2 separate regions of the Mus musculus genome follow, and region 1 is linked to region 2. The links are chromatin contacts, called in public ChIA-PET maps. All regions are on one chromosome and are shown on one strand. The core of a region is the stretch at or near the end of the contact, and the rest is flanking DNA. Distances in the headings are between cores, read along the strand shown.

The links. ChIA-PET counts read pairs in DNA pulled down with a chosen protein or histone mark.
Region 1: a contact with region 2 is called in an RNA polymerase II ChIA-PET map of memory CD8 T cells, with 11 read pairs. The contact joins two enhancer-like sites. A contact is called at or near these places in 2 of 115 datasets of contacts at active chromatin or transcription factors (memory CD8 T cells and pancreatic cancer cells).

The regions. Positions count from the first base shown.
Region 1 is chr16:11,445,367-11,451,801 of GRCm38.p6, reverse strand. Snx29 (sorting nexin 29) reads right to left here. Exons shown (of 21, transcript NM_028964.4): 13 at 4,294-4,422. Among named protein-coding and RNA genes, the nearest start is that of Snx29, 130 kb to the right of the region's middle. Within about 2 kb of position 2,866, at least 59 of the 459 cell types and tissues checked have an H3K27ac peak or open chromatin away from gene starts, as enhancers often do. A contact at or near this core is called in memory CD8 T cells, where this site is marked.
Region 2 is chr16:10,842,189-10,848,364 of GRCm38.p6, reverse strand. It overlaps Rmi2 (RecQ mediated genome instability 2), which reads right to left. Exons shown (of 2, transcript NM_001162932.1): 2 at 5,130-6,176. Among named protein-coding and RNA genes, the nearest start is that of Rmi2, 10 kb to the right of the region's middle. Within about 2 kb of position 3,869, at least 160 of the 459 cell types and tissues checked have an H3K27ac peak or open chromatin away from gene starts, as enhancers often do. A contact at or near this core is called in memory CD8 T cells, where this site is marked.

The sequences.
Region 1 (6,435 bases), core at 1,617-4,116, 600 kb before region 2:
CCCACACTGCCGGGCTGTTCTGTGTATCTATAGAACTCAGCGTGCTCTCCAAGGTGACAGAAACCTCGAGACCTCCACCTGGAGCATGTTCTTTCTCTATGGGAGCCACATTGAACAGCCTACAGAAACCTTCAGATTAAGGACCCTAGGCCTCTTATTGACAGACAGACAGACAGACAGAAGACACCAGCCCCTAGTCTGAGACAAGCCTGAGTACACCAACTCTAGCCAGCAACTCAACTTCTACCTCCTGAAAGACCCCTCCCCATCCATTCGCAGACACCTCACTCCCAGAAATCGTGGAAAATTCTAAACACTTGCTGTTTCTGGAGACCAAATTAAGAGATGATTTATCACACAAGAGACAGCTAGCATGATGAGCAGAGATAGAAAATTGTCCTTAGAGTGACCCAATGACTTTGACCCTGTTCTCTAATTGGGAGACTCAATCCCTGATGCAGTAGCAATGCTGAGAGGTGGCCCTTAGGAACTGGGCAGGGGCTGGCGAGATGGCACAGCAGCTACTTACGGCTTTTCCAAAAGACCCAAATTTAGGTCCCAGTACCCATGGGGAGGAAAGGAACTCAAGTTCGAGGGCTCCAATGCCTTCTGACCTCCACTGGCACTAGAAATACACTTGGTGCACAGACACACACAAAAGCAAAATATTGAGACACGTAAAAATTTAAGTAATTTTTTAAAGAACTGATCAGGTTACAAGGGCTCCGCCCTCATCCACCACGGCTTAGTACTAAACATGTCTGTTACAAGAGCAGCTCCTCGGCCTCTTTCCTCCCACTCTCCATGATGTGATGGCTTCCATTGCATTCTGACATGCCAGGAGGCCCCTGAAGGTACAGCCCCTCAACCCTAGCCTTCCCAGCTTCTAGAACTATGAGGCAGTTATTTCTGTCCTGTTCCGCAAGACCAGAGACTTCCTTCAAAGGGACTTCTCATGTAAATGTAGTCTTCTCTTCTCTAACATCTGTCTCCCAGCTGGAAGTAAGTCAATGAATTATTTAGAGATGTGACTTACACAGCCTCACTGCACCTGATTATAGTGCTGCCCATCAGGAGTGAGTGGCAGCCGGGCCCAGGAAAGCTCTGCACAAGTTACACGCCCTTGGTCTTTGTTGAGCCATAGCAGAAGCTGAAAGTCATTAACTTTGAGCAAAAGGAATAAGCAAATGCTAAATCTGCAGCGTGTGTTTGTTTCACCACCAAGCACGCAAGGCTGGTGAAACACGTGCGCACACGCATGAACTCTCATCGGGTGCTTAGAACAGACTGTGCTCTTCTGAGCCTGACTAGCCTAGCTTTTCATCCTTCATCTGTTGCTATTAGAATGCACCTTTGATTAGACAAGGTTTCAGTTAACTAATTAATAAAAAGTGATGGTAGTTAGCATGTATTATCTTCATACAAAGCATATTTTCTGAAGCAAAAATGGTCTCTCATGGTCTCTTTTTATCCATGTGATAATTCATTCAAGTTTTCTTTCTCCCATTTTACAAATAAAGACATTTAAAGAGGTTAGGAGCTCACCTAAGGTCACCTAACTAACACGCTGGCCCCTAAGTCCAATGCCAGAAACTGTACCCTAAACCACTAAGCCACCTGTGTTATAGATCTTGCCACCTGAGCTGGAGAGTGGGGTCAGGGGTTAGAAGAGGGGGCCAGCACATACATGAGCCTCAGCCTATGATAGTCACTCCCCCATGGTGACTGTAGCACACAGCCCTTCTAGCTACCAAGCAACAAGTGACTGAGCAGACCCACTCGCCCGCCAGTGTGGCCAGCTGCTCAGGGGGGTTTCTCCCACTTTCTCTTTTTGAAGAATTTGTCTGTTCTACAGATGTCCTTCCACCTGCAAACTGCCAACTTCCAAGTGCCTGAAACAGTTCTTGCATAACTGGGAAGACTTCACATTATAAACCTCGGTCTCTATCCCATGTGTAGCATAAATTGTTCTCTGGGATTACCACAGCTAAAAAGAGCACTCAATATAAAACACGCACAGCAGCTTGTCAATCGTCTCAAGACTCCAGCAGCCTTCCTCCTCTGTCCACGTCAGTGGATAGGACCATCCTCTCCCACACAGGTGAGGAAGAAGCTGAGCAAGTCACCCAGAAACACAATTTCCAGGAATGGAGCCAGGGCTAAGCTGACTCCTAACACAAGCCAACACAATGAAGGGACCATAGCCCTATCCTGTTACGATGTTCAAAGCCAGTGTCTCTGAAGACTTGAGTCATCGAGCCAGGATACACCACAGAGCTCCAGTGAGGTCACGTGAGATGGAAGACCAGTGAAGAAATGCACAATAGGAACTAATTACTCTACTTCTGACTACCTCTGACCTGGCTCTGATGTCCTAGAGCAGGGCTTCTCAGCCTTCCTAATGCTGTGACCCTTTGATACAGTTTCTCAGGAGGTGGTGACCCCCATACACACACAACATTAAATTATTTTTGTTGCTACTTCATAACTGTAATTTTACCACTACTATGAATCATAATGTAAAAGGCTGTATTTTCTGATGGTCTTAGTTGACCTCTGTGAAAAGGGTAGTTAGAATGCCCCACCAAAGGGGTCATGGCCCACAGGTTGTTAGGATGCAAAGAGAAGAAGCTCAAAGAATGGAATGTAGAAAGGAGGTCACAGGACTGTGCTGAATTACAGGAACATGAAAAGTACTCACGCCACATCACCGAACACAGCCTCTGGACATACCCCAAAGAACCACCAATGTTAGTGTTTTAGCATGAAATGTCCCCCACAGGATCACGTGTTTAGTACTGGGTCCCCAGGTGTGGGAGGTGTGGGGAGGTTATAGAACCTTTAGAGTACAGTCTAGGAAAAAGAAGTGGGTCTTGGTACATTTCTGGTACCAATGTGAGCCCTCTGCTTTCTGTCTGCTGCGGTGATGTCAGCAGCCACATTACCACTTCCTGTCTGCTGTGGTGATGTCAGCAGCCACATTACCACTTCCTGTCTGCTGTGGTGATGTCAGCAGCCACATTACCACTTCCTGTCTGCTGTGGTGATGTTAGTTCTTCCCTAAGTGGCATCTGTCAGATAGATGTTTTGTCACAGTAGACGCTGCTCACGTCACCGAAAATGGGGAAAACTGGGAACAGTCCAAGTGCTAAACTGACCAATTAGTGTGGTCAATTTAATATGCTACATTAGTTCAATGAAATACCACACACAGGTCTACACAAACGGCTAACCTCAAACTGCCTTACAGTAAGAGGTGGCAGGGGAGACAAGATGAGGAACGATGGGGAGTCAGCCGCACATGCAGGGGATATGCATGCCCACAGGAGAATGCACTCAGGAAAAAGAATGGTGCTCTCATAGGAGGTGGGAATTTTAATTCATCATGTTTTATCTAATAAGATATAAATGACATCACAGAAAAAATAATTAGTGCCTCTTAAAATAAGCTTAGTAACATTTATAATTATAGAAATGCTCTTGAAAAATGACCCACCAGCCTAATTTTTCTCCTGTAATATTATAAGACCCGAAACCTTGCTCCCACAAGAAGAGCTGGGAGCAGCACCATTTACCGCAATGCTGTGGGGCCCATTCAGCTCAGTACCTGTGAAGGACACAGCCTGCACATGCCTGCACTCTGACCAGCAAGTCCAGAACCGCTTCCAGCAAACACACTCAAGTGGGAACACAGTGGCAGACACTCAGGTTATGCACCGGGAAGTATCACAGAAGACAAAATGTCCTTACTGTCCACTACGAGCAGACTGGTTAACCCAATCCTAATACAGTCAGGCCAGAACACACCAGGAGCTACTAGAAAGAAGATGGCAACCCTGGGCACACCCCTCCAGAACCTGCCTGGAATGTAGTGTGAAGAAGAGGGGAAGAATACTCATATGTACATAAATCTGCCTCGTGCACACGGAATCCCGGGATTGGCTATGGTTAAGACAGCAGGGAGCAAACTGAGGGGCAGGAAAGGGAAAACACCCAGCAGTTAACCTCCTGACTCACACATGCATGTGTGTCCCTCATTCAAACAAGTGCGTCAGGTGAAAATGCACAACTGTAGCTTCCTTTGGTACTCCCTTTCTGGTTTTCTAGAAGTATGAATGAGCTGTGCTGGCACATGCTTGCAATCCCTGCACTTGGAGACCAAGGCAGGAGGATGCCAAGTGTGAGGCCTGCCTGGGCACCATGCACAGCAAGGCCTTTCTTCAGAGACAAATGGGAAAGAAGGTGTGTGTGGGATTGGCTCACATTCTTGCCTCCCCGCCTGGCCCCGTCTACCTGGCCAGTGCCTGGACCTTTGTGGCATGGCGCTCCTGCTGTTCTGTCACCTTCCGCCTCAGGGCATCCACCTCTTGCCGGAGCGCTGCTGAGTGCTCCATCTCACCGTCAAGGAGATTCCGCAGTGACCTGCAAAAGAGGGCCCCACCGTTCAGAGGCTGTGCATCCATCCCACCCAGATCAAGGCTCATCACTGCCCACAGGCTCTGCACCAACTCAATGCACTTATACCTTAGCTAAGCTGATATTAGCAGACAGCAAACAAAAGCCAAGAGCCTGAGCCCTGGGCAGGTACCTGTGGTAAGACGCTGAGTCCCTGTTCCTGGGATAGTTGAGATCAAGGGAAACAAGGAGGTAGCAAATGCCAAGGAGGTGCTCTTAAGGACACTCCAGTCAAAGGTGTAGCAACTCTGACACACCTCAGTGGGTAAGAGATCTTACAGATGGAGGGTTTCCTAACAGGCCAACTGAATACTCTGCAGAAGAGAAGCACAGAACACCTGCTTGGACTCGATGACAGCGGTCTCTTCCTGCTTCCACTGCTGCCCATAGAGTGCACCAGGACCCACGGTCCACTGCCACCACCATGAAAACCAGTGTGCATGGAGTGGTTATGGAGTACATACTAACACAGCACAGGGTAAGCTGGCATGCATGGCATCCTATGGGGTACATTTTAGCACAGCATTACCTTAGATCCGAATACTTTTTAGCTTTTATAGCATGCCTATTTGCATATACATTTCTACCCCAGAAAGTGACCAGGGGTAGCAGTAATAGGAAGGATCACAAGTTACCACCCTAAGGTAAATCAGGTATGGCTCTGCTTCACTGCACCTAAATGGCTATTTCTAGAAACCCAACTGTGATGTGTTTACAGGCCACATGCAGAGGGTGTCTGCTGTGAATATCAGGATGTATCAGATACACCAAGCCCCACAGTGCCCCGCTGCCACCGAGCTCTCCAAGAGCTTGGAGAGGAGTCTCCTCCTGAAGCATGCCACCCCCTGACAGAAATACCATGGGGGATTCTATCTGGGAAGAAGAAATCAGCATACAGTAGCTGTCATTCTTCCCAAGGGAAGGTGACTCCACGGCTTCTTCCGAGAGAATTGCTCCAGCTGGAAGAACGAGCCTCGCAGAAAATGAGCCTGGCAGTGGAGAGAAGTCTTGGGTGGGAGTTTGTGTGAGGTGGAAATGGCACTGTCTACACCTCTCTTAATAAGAGCCTCTTCTGCTTTAGAAATTATGCTTCTTTGCCTTCATCTGTCTCCATGAAGAACAGCAAGCAGCTTGTCAACTAGACCTGAAATAAGGTCTCAGTGAGAGCCGGAGATGCTGCTGTCACCAGGAAAGGACAGGAGGTAGCTTGAACACACAGGTGACCCCTCTGCACACCTCCCTGAGTCAGGCAGCCTACTGGCGCCCACAGATTTTTGTGAATAATCTCGGGCAAGCCTGCCACTAGCCACCCCAGCCTCAGCACAGACTCTGGAGGGGAGAATGATCAACTTCAGACATTCACGTGGTGGCACCTGGTAGTTTCTAGTATGGATTTCAATAGGGAACGAAGAGAAAATTAAGAAAACACTCTGCCTCTTGGAGTGGGTTTTGGCCAAATTTAAAAAATCCAAATGTCATGTCGCCCCTAGTAGCCCTAATTTGAGTGGAACTGGAACACAGAATATAAATCCTTAGTTAAAGGTCACTTCAAGGATGTTTTATAGGCAGGGAGATGGACAGAAGTGGTGTGGCATATGTTCTTGAGATGATAAAGCTACTCTAAGACTGACCATGGTAATGGCTGCATATAACTGGGAATATATGAAAAGCCACTGAAGTGTGTGTGTGTGTGTGTGTGTGTGTGTGTGTGTGTGTGTGTGTATCAGTGAGGGCTGTCACTGGAGGCCCCTCCTCCACATCCTTCTTTTCCGAAGGTAACACTAGTGTTTCTGCTTGTCTAGCCCCCTTGCTTATATGCAAGCCATAGCAAGTCTACTGAAATGCTCCATTCAACAAAAGTAAGAAATCTGGTACGATCCCAGCATCCATGTCAGGCGACTAAACACTACCTGTAAATCTTGCTTCGTGGCATCCAGTCCCCTCTCTGGCCTACACATACAGACATGCACATGCGTGCGC
Region 2 (6,176 bases), core at 2,620-5,119:
TCACTGAGCAGAAGGTGACCTGAACTTCTGATCCCCCTGTCTCCACCTCCTGAGCGCTGAGACTGCAGGTGTGTACCACTATGATCAGTTTAATGCAATGCTGGGAAATGAACCCTGGGCGTCACGCACACTAGGCAAGTACTCTACTAACTGAGCCACATTCCTTAGCCTCAGAAGTGATTCTTGCGATGAGCTGAGCCTGCATGCATACAGCAGAGATAAGGCAAGCTGTGCAGCAACCAAGGATCTTCCTCCCATTGTCTCCAGACCCAGGGCCCAGCAGGCACTGGGGCTTCATGACAAAGGCCACACTCAGGTGTGGTGGCACACACCTTTAATCTGGGTACTCAGGAGGCAGAGGCAGGACGATCTCTGAGTTTGAGGGCAGCCTGGTCAACAGATTGAGTTCCAGGACAGCCAGGGCTACACAGAGAAACCCTGTTTCAAAATGAAACAAAACAACAAGTCACCTACTGCTTGGATTCCCTTAGCAGCAGAGTAGAGAGTCGTTTACTCTTTCTGACCCCAGGCATTCTTCTCTACAGAGGTCAGACATAAGCCCAGAGGGCTGAGATGTGGTTCCGAGGTAGGGCATTCATCTACATATAGGAAGCCCTAGGTTTCATCCCCAGCACATAATAATAATGCTAAGTCTGTCCATTTGAACTTGTATTTTATTTATTATTATATGTGGATATAAGGGCATACACATGCCATTGACTTATATGGAGGTCAGAGGACAGCTTTCAGGGATAGCTCCCCCCCCCCATCTTTCTGTAGGTTCCCTGAAATGAACTCAGGTCAGTAAGCTTGCCTATAAGCACTGGCAACCTGTCCTCATGATATATATATATCATGTCCCCGATGATAACGAGGACAACCACAATAATTTGAAGTTGCTTATAAAGAGCTTAGTGACTCAGATTCAATCCCAGATACTCAGCTGCCCAGGGAAGTTAGTACGACCTTATCTGAAAGCAAACGGTGCAGAGGGGCTGGGGATGGCTCAGAGACTGAGTGCTTGCCTGGGATGACCCTGGGTTCAGGCCCAAGTGCTAAATACTTCTAAATGCTTATAACTAGACATAGTGGTGCATGCCTTTAATGCCAGCATGCTAGAAGCAGAGACAGGCAGATTTCTGTGAGTTCCAGGCCAGCCAGGGCTACAATTGTGAGAAGTCTCAACAACAACAACAATCATAGTAATTATAATAGCTCATAAAAACAATAAGAGTTGGGCATGGTGGTGCAGTTGAGAGGCAGAGGCAGGACAATCTTTGCAAGTTGGAGGATAACCTGGGCTACTTCAGGAGTTTCAGTTAAGCTTCTACATAGTGACCTAAACAGCCTAAAAAGCCTAAAGAGCTCAGAAAGATGAAGAGACTCACCCAAGGTGAGTCACTTAATAAAAGGGACTAGAGTTGAATGTCAAGTCCATTGAAACCCATCTGGTGTCCAAACTTCCCCCACTCTGCCCCCACCTGTCTGGCCACAATGGGCAGAACTCCCAGGGTGGTTGGCTGTGAAATTTCTTGTGGCCCTATTTGTTCCTTTGCTTCATTTTGTGGCTTTTCATTCTGTGATCTCTGGCTCTCATCCCATTCCCTAGGGCTCAGACCAGACCCAGGCCAAGCAGCAGGGGGTGCTATACTCCACTCTAGAGCAGTCCCAAGGAGCCAACAGGGAAGAATTAAGGTGCTGGCTCTGAAGAACACTGTCCCTAACACCACCAGGCACCTACTAGCTCACGACTTGCCCCTGTGGCCTGCTGGGGCAATGCAAGGCGAGCAGACACACCTCTTAGGCAAAGGATGCTCAGCGCAAACCAAGTATGCAATTGTGCTGGTGTCTTTATCGAGGAAGTCACTGTCCAGGCACACTAGCACTTACTCTTTGCCATGGCCCTTTTATACGTCCAGATCTTTCCTCTCTGAAGAGTACTTTCCTGCCTTCATGCCAGCACCTGCAAGGGACCCAAAATGCTGGCACAGTAGTACATACCTCAGGAGCTGAGGGAAGAGAATCAAGGCCAGCTTGGACTACGTAGTGAGACCCTGTCTGAAAAGGAGAAACAAGGGAAAAACAAAAAACCTGCTCTGGAGACACAGCTCAGTTGGCGGGGTGTCTGCCCACCATGCATAAAGCTCTGGGTTAATCTCCAGCACGTAAGAACCAGGCAGAAGAGCACAGCTGTGATCCAGGGTTCAGGAGGATTGCCAAGGTCATCAGGACGACATGAGCTATGAGAAACTGCCTCACAAATGGGCTCAGTGGGTAAAAACACTTGCTGTAGGGGTCAAATGCAGTACACTCAGTTCTCTGGACCCACAGTGGGGAGAATGGTTTACCGAAAGCAGTCCTCTACCTTCACACAGTACCTCATGCTTATGCACGGGGCACACACACACACATAAATCTTAAAAAGTAACAAAATACAAACAAACTAAAATCACAATAACAATAAAAACTCAAACCCAGGCCAACAAGATGGCTCTGAGGATAAAGGCACTTAGCACCGAGCCCAAAGACCTGAGTTTGAACCTTGCATCCCACCCGGTAGAAATCAAAAATCAACACCCACAATTTATCCTCTGATTTATACACCCATGCCACAGCAAATGTCCACCTACACACACACACACACACACACACACACACACACACACACAACTAGCTAACTAAATAGAAGCTTTAAAGCCCTCAAATGCCAAGGCTCCTGAGCACTGTGCCTTTACTCTGTGGCTTCTGTCTTCAACCTGAAACTCCTACAGCTTACTCTGTGTGTGTGTGTGTGTGTGTGTGTGTGTGTGTGTGTGTGTGTGTGTGTGTGTGTGTGTGTGATGTGAGTCCCCGGAGGACAGAGATGCCAAGCAAGGATTCTAAAACAACCTTGAGACCTCCCCACTCAGAAGGAGGGGTGGCAAACTCCATTTCCCAAGAGCCTACCAGCAGCATCCTTTGAAGGAAGAACCACCTCGAAGTCTCCACCTTGAAGGCTGACCTTCAAACCCCAGGTCAGGCAGGGGATGGTGGAACCAGAACTAGCCCACAGTGTGACAAGGTGGGAGCCCCTGAACGGTGTCTTCAGACACAGGCTCAAAGCTATTTGCTTGATGTAGGTCATTGTGGCTAACTGTGACTAAAGGCATATCCACTCCTTCTCCCCCATCCTGTTTTTTACTTTTCAGTTTTTCGAGACAGGGTTTCTATGTGTAGCCTTGGCTGTCCTCAAACCTGTTTTTGTTTGTTTTGTTTTGTTTTGTTTTGTCTTAAGACAGTGTCTCCTGTGGTGCATGCCTTTAATCCCAGCACTCGGGAGGCAGAGGCAGGCTGATTTCTGAGTTCAAGGCCAGCCTGGTCTATAAAGTGAGTTCCAGGACAGCCACCAGGGCTATACAGAGAAACCCTGTCTTGAAAAACAAAAGAACAAAACAAAAACAAAAACAAAAACAAGACAGTGTCTCCTGTAGCCCAGGTTGGCCCAGGCTTGCTATGTAGCCCGTGGCGACTTTGAACTTCTGATTCTCCAATTCCTTAGTGCTGAGATTCGAGGATCAAACTCAGGGTTTTGTTGATGCCAAACAAGCACTCCACACCATACACGGCCCTTGACCACCCTCTTCCTCTTTACATAGGGGCTTGTCAACAAAGGACCTGGAACCCACATTATGGCCCTGAGTGGCCTTCACCTCCAGAATGTCAGGATTACAGGTGTGCACCCCCATACCCAGGCTCCCGCTTATCCTTTCAAGAGTCAGCTAGCTGATCAGCAAACTGGAGAAGGTACCCAGCATCAACCCTGGCTGGCCAGACAGACAGAACTCAGAGCTGATCCCCGACTCCGCACAGCATATCCTCTGGTTTCTTTTTCTCTTTAATCATTAAATCACACACAAGCCAACAAAAACACGGCAGTCAGACACTCCCCTATTTCACACAGCCCTTCTTTCCCCTCCTGCAGAATTTTGCGGTAAAACTTCAGCTTTACAAGAACATGCAACAGAAAGAATTAGGGAACTCAGGCGATCCAAAACCAGCTAAGTGATGGTTTCGAATTTTTAAAATATATATAATGTAAAGCAGTTCCGAGAAAAGTGAAGTCACGGCCTAGGTTGCTTATTCTCAGTTCTTAGAAAAGAGCATTTCAAAGAGGAAGCTGAGTGGGGAGGGCACACAGGCTGCCGCCAGAGCCGCGGTCTGGCGGGTGCTCACTGATAAACTGACTTTGATTTGGCAGCTGAGAACTGAAGCCTCCGGATGCATTTTCATTTGGCGCTGTCAGGGAGGAAACAGCAGCCCCCAATAGTGAGAGTTCTGAATGTGCAGCGAAACCACAGGCTCAGTTCTGTGCTGGAGAGGCAGGCGACAGCCACTGCCCACTGCCCACTGCCGTTTGCGCCGCCCCTCCCCCCACCGCCTTGACCTCCAGCCAGCCTGCACTTTTCTATGGGTGTTTCACCAGGAGTTACGTGAGGACATGGCTGGGAAGCTGTCAGCAGCTTCGGTTCTCCAGTGGAAAAGTAGGCTTGTGCCACACACAGCTCAACAGCTACTCTGGGGTAAAACAGTTTGGGGACACCATTTTACTAAGAATCCTGTAGCAGAGATCCTGGGGCCTGCATCAAAATTAAGTTTCAGACTGGGGCTCAAGTAACAGACTGCCTAACATGCAGGAGCCAGGCTTTGAGTTTGATCCCCAGACCCACAAGAACTAGGTGTGGGGGTGCACACCTGCAATCGCAGCACCAGGGAAGTGCAGGCAGGAGGAGCTGGGCTTCATGATCATGCATAACTGCACAGTGAGATTGAGGCTAGCCTGGAACATGAGATGATGCCTCAAAATTAATTAATTTGAGACCTAAGGTATAGCTAGCTCAGCTGTAGAGTCTGCCCAGCATGCAAGAGGCCCTGGGCTCTATCTCCAGGACTGAAAAATTGTGTGTGTGTGTGCATATGCATGTGTGTGTATACTGTGTGTACCTGTGTGTCTGTTTATTAAATTCCAGTGCAATCAAAAGCAACTGATCAACTGTCCCAGACAAGGGAGACCTTAAGGAGACACGACGGCCAAGTAGAATGTGGAATCCTGGGGAAAAATGAATAAAGAAACCAGAACAAACTATAAATTTGGTTACTAACTTTTCAGTATTTGTTCATTAGTTAATTTGTTAATTAATTTTAACATCCATGCCATACTAATGTAAGATATTCATGATAGGAACCTGGTATGTCTATAATTTAAGACATCCTGGGTTTGAGCCCCAATACTGCATAAACCAAGCTTAATGGCGCACACCTGTGATCTCAATACTCAGGAAGCTGAGGCAGGAGGATCAGGAGTTCCAGGACAAACTTGGCTACAGAGACCATGCAAATAAATAGGCAAATAAAAATATAAACAGCTGCACTATTTTGGCAAATTTTCTGAGGCTCAAACAACGTACATTGGAGCTGGAGAGATGGCTCAGCAATTAAGAGCACTTGCTGCTCTTCCAGAGGACCTGAGTTTGGTTCCCAGAACCCACACAGGGATGCTCAGACCTGCTGTAACCCCAGCTCAAGATTCCAAGGTCCTCTTTTAGACTCACACACACACAAATAAAAATAGACCTAAAAAATGAATGGTTCAGCAGTCAAACACAGATCACTTTTCAACTTGGCCTTCCTTTAAAAGAAAATGTTAGCACCTTTAACACAGCACTCAGGAGGCAGAAACTCATCTGCTCTACATAATGAGTTCCAGGAAAGCCCAAGTTCAAGGCCAGTCTGAACTAGAGACACTGCCTAAAAAGGTAGGGTGGGGAAGGCAGGGTGAGGAGGGGAGGGAAGGAAGAAGGGAAGGCCAGAGAGACTGACTACTGCTGGCTGGCTGGCTGGCTGGCTGGCTGGCTGGCAGGAAGGCAGTCATGCAGAAAGATGAATCAGCTGGTAGTCTTTACGTGGGATTGTAGGGCACCATCCTCCCAGCACAACAGACATCCATCAGTTTAAAGGTCAGAGGAGGCTAGCTGGTCGAGTGCTACTCTGGCGTGTGTGAGACCCTGGGGACCCCGTGGTCCAACCCCAGTGCCATTCATTACTACTGTTTTTTTTTTTTTTTTTTTAAGATTTATTTATTATATGTAAGTACACTGTAGCTGTCTTCAGACACACCAGAAGAGGGCGTCAGATCTTGT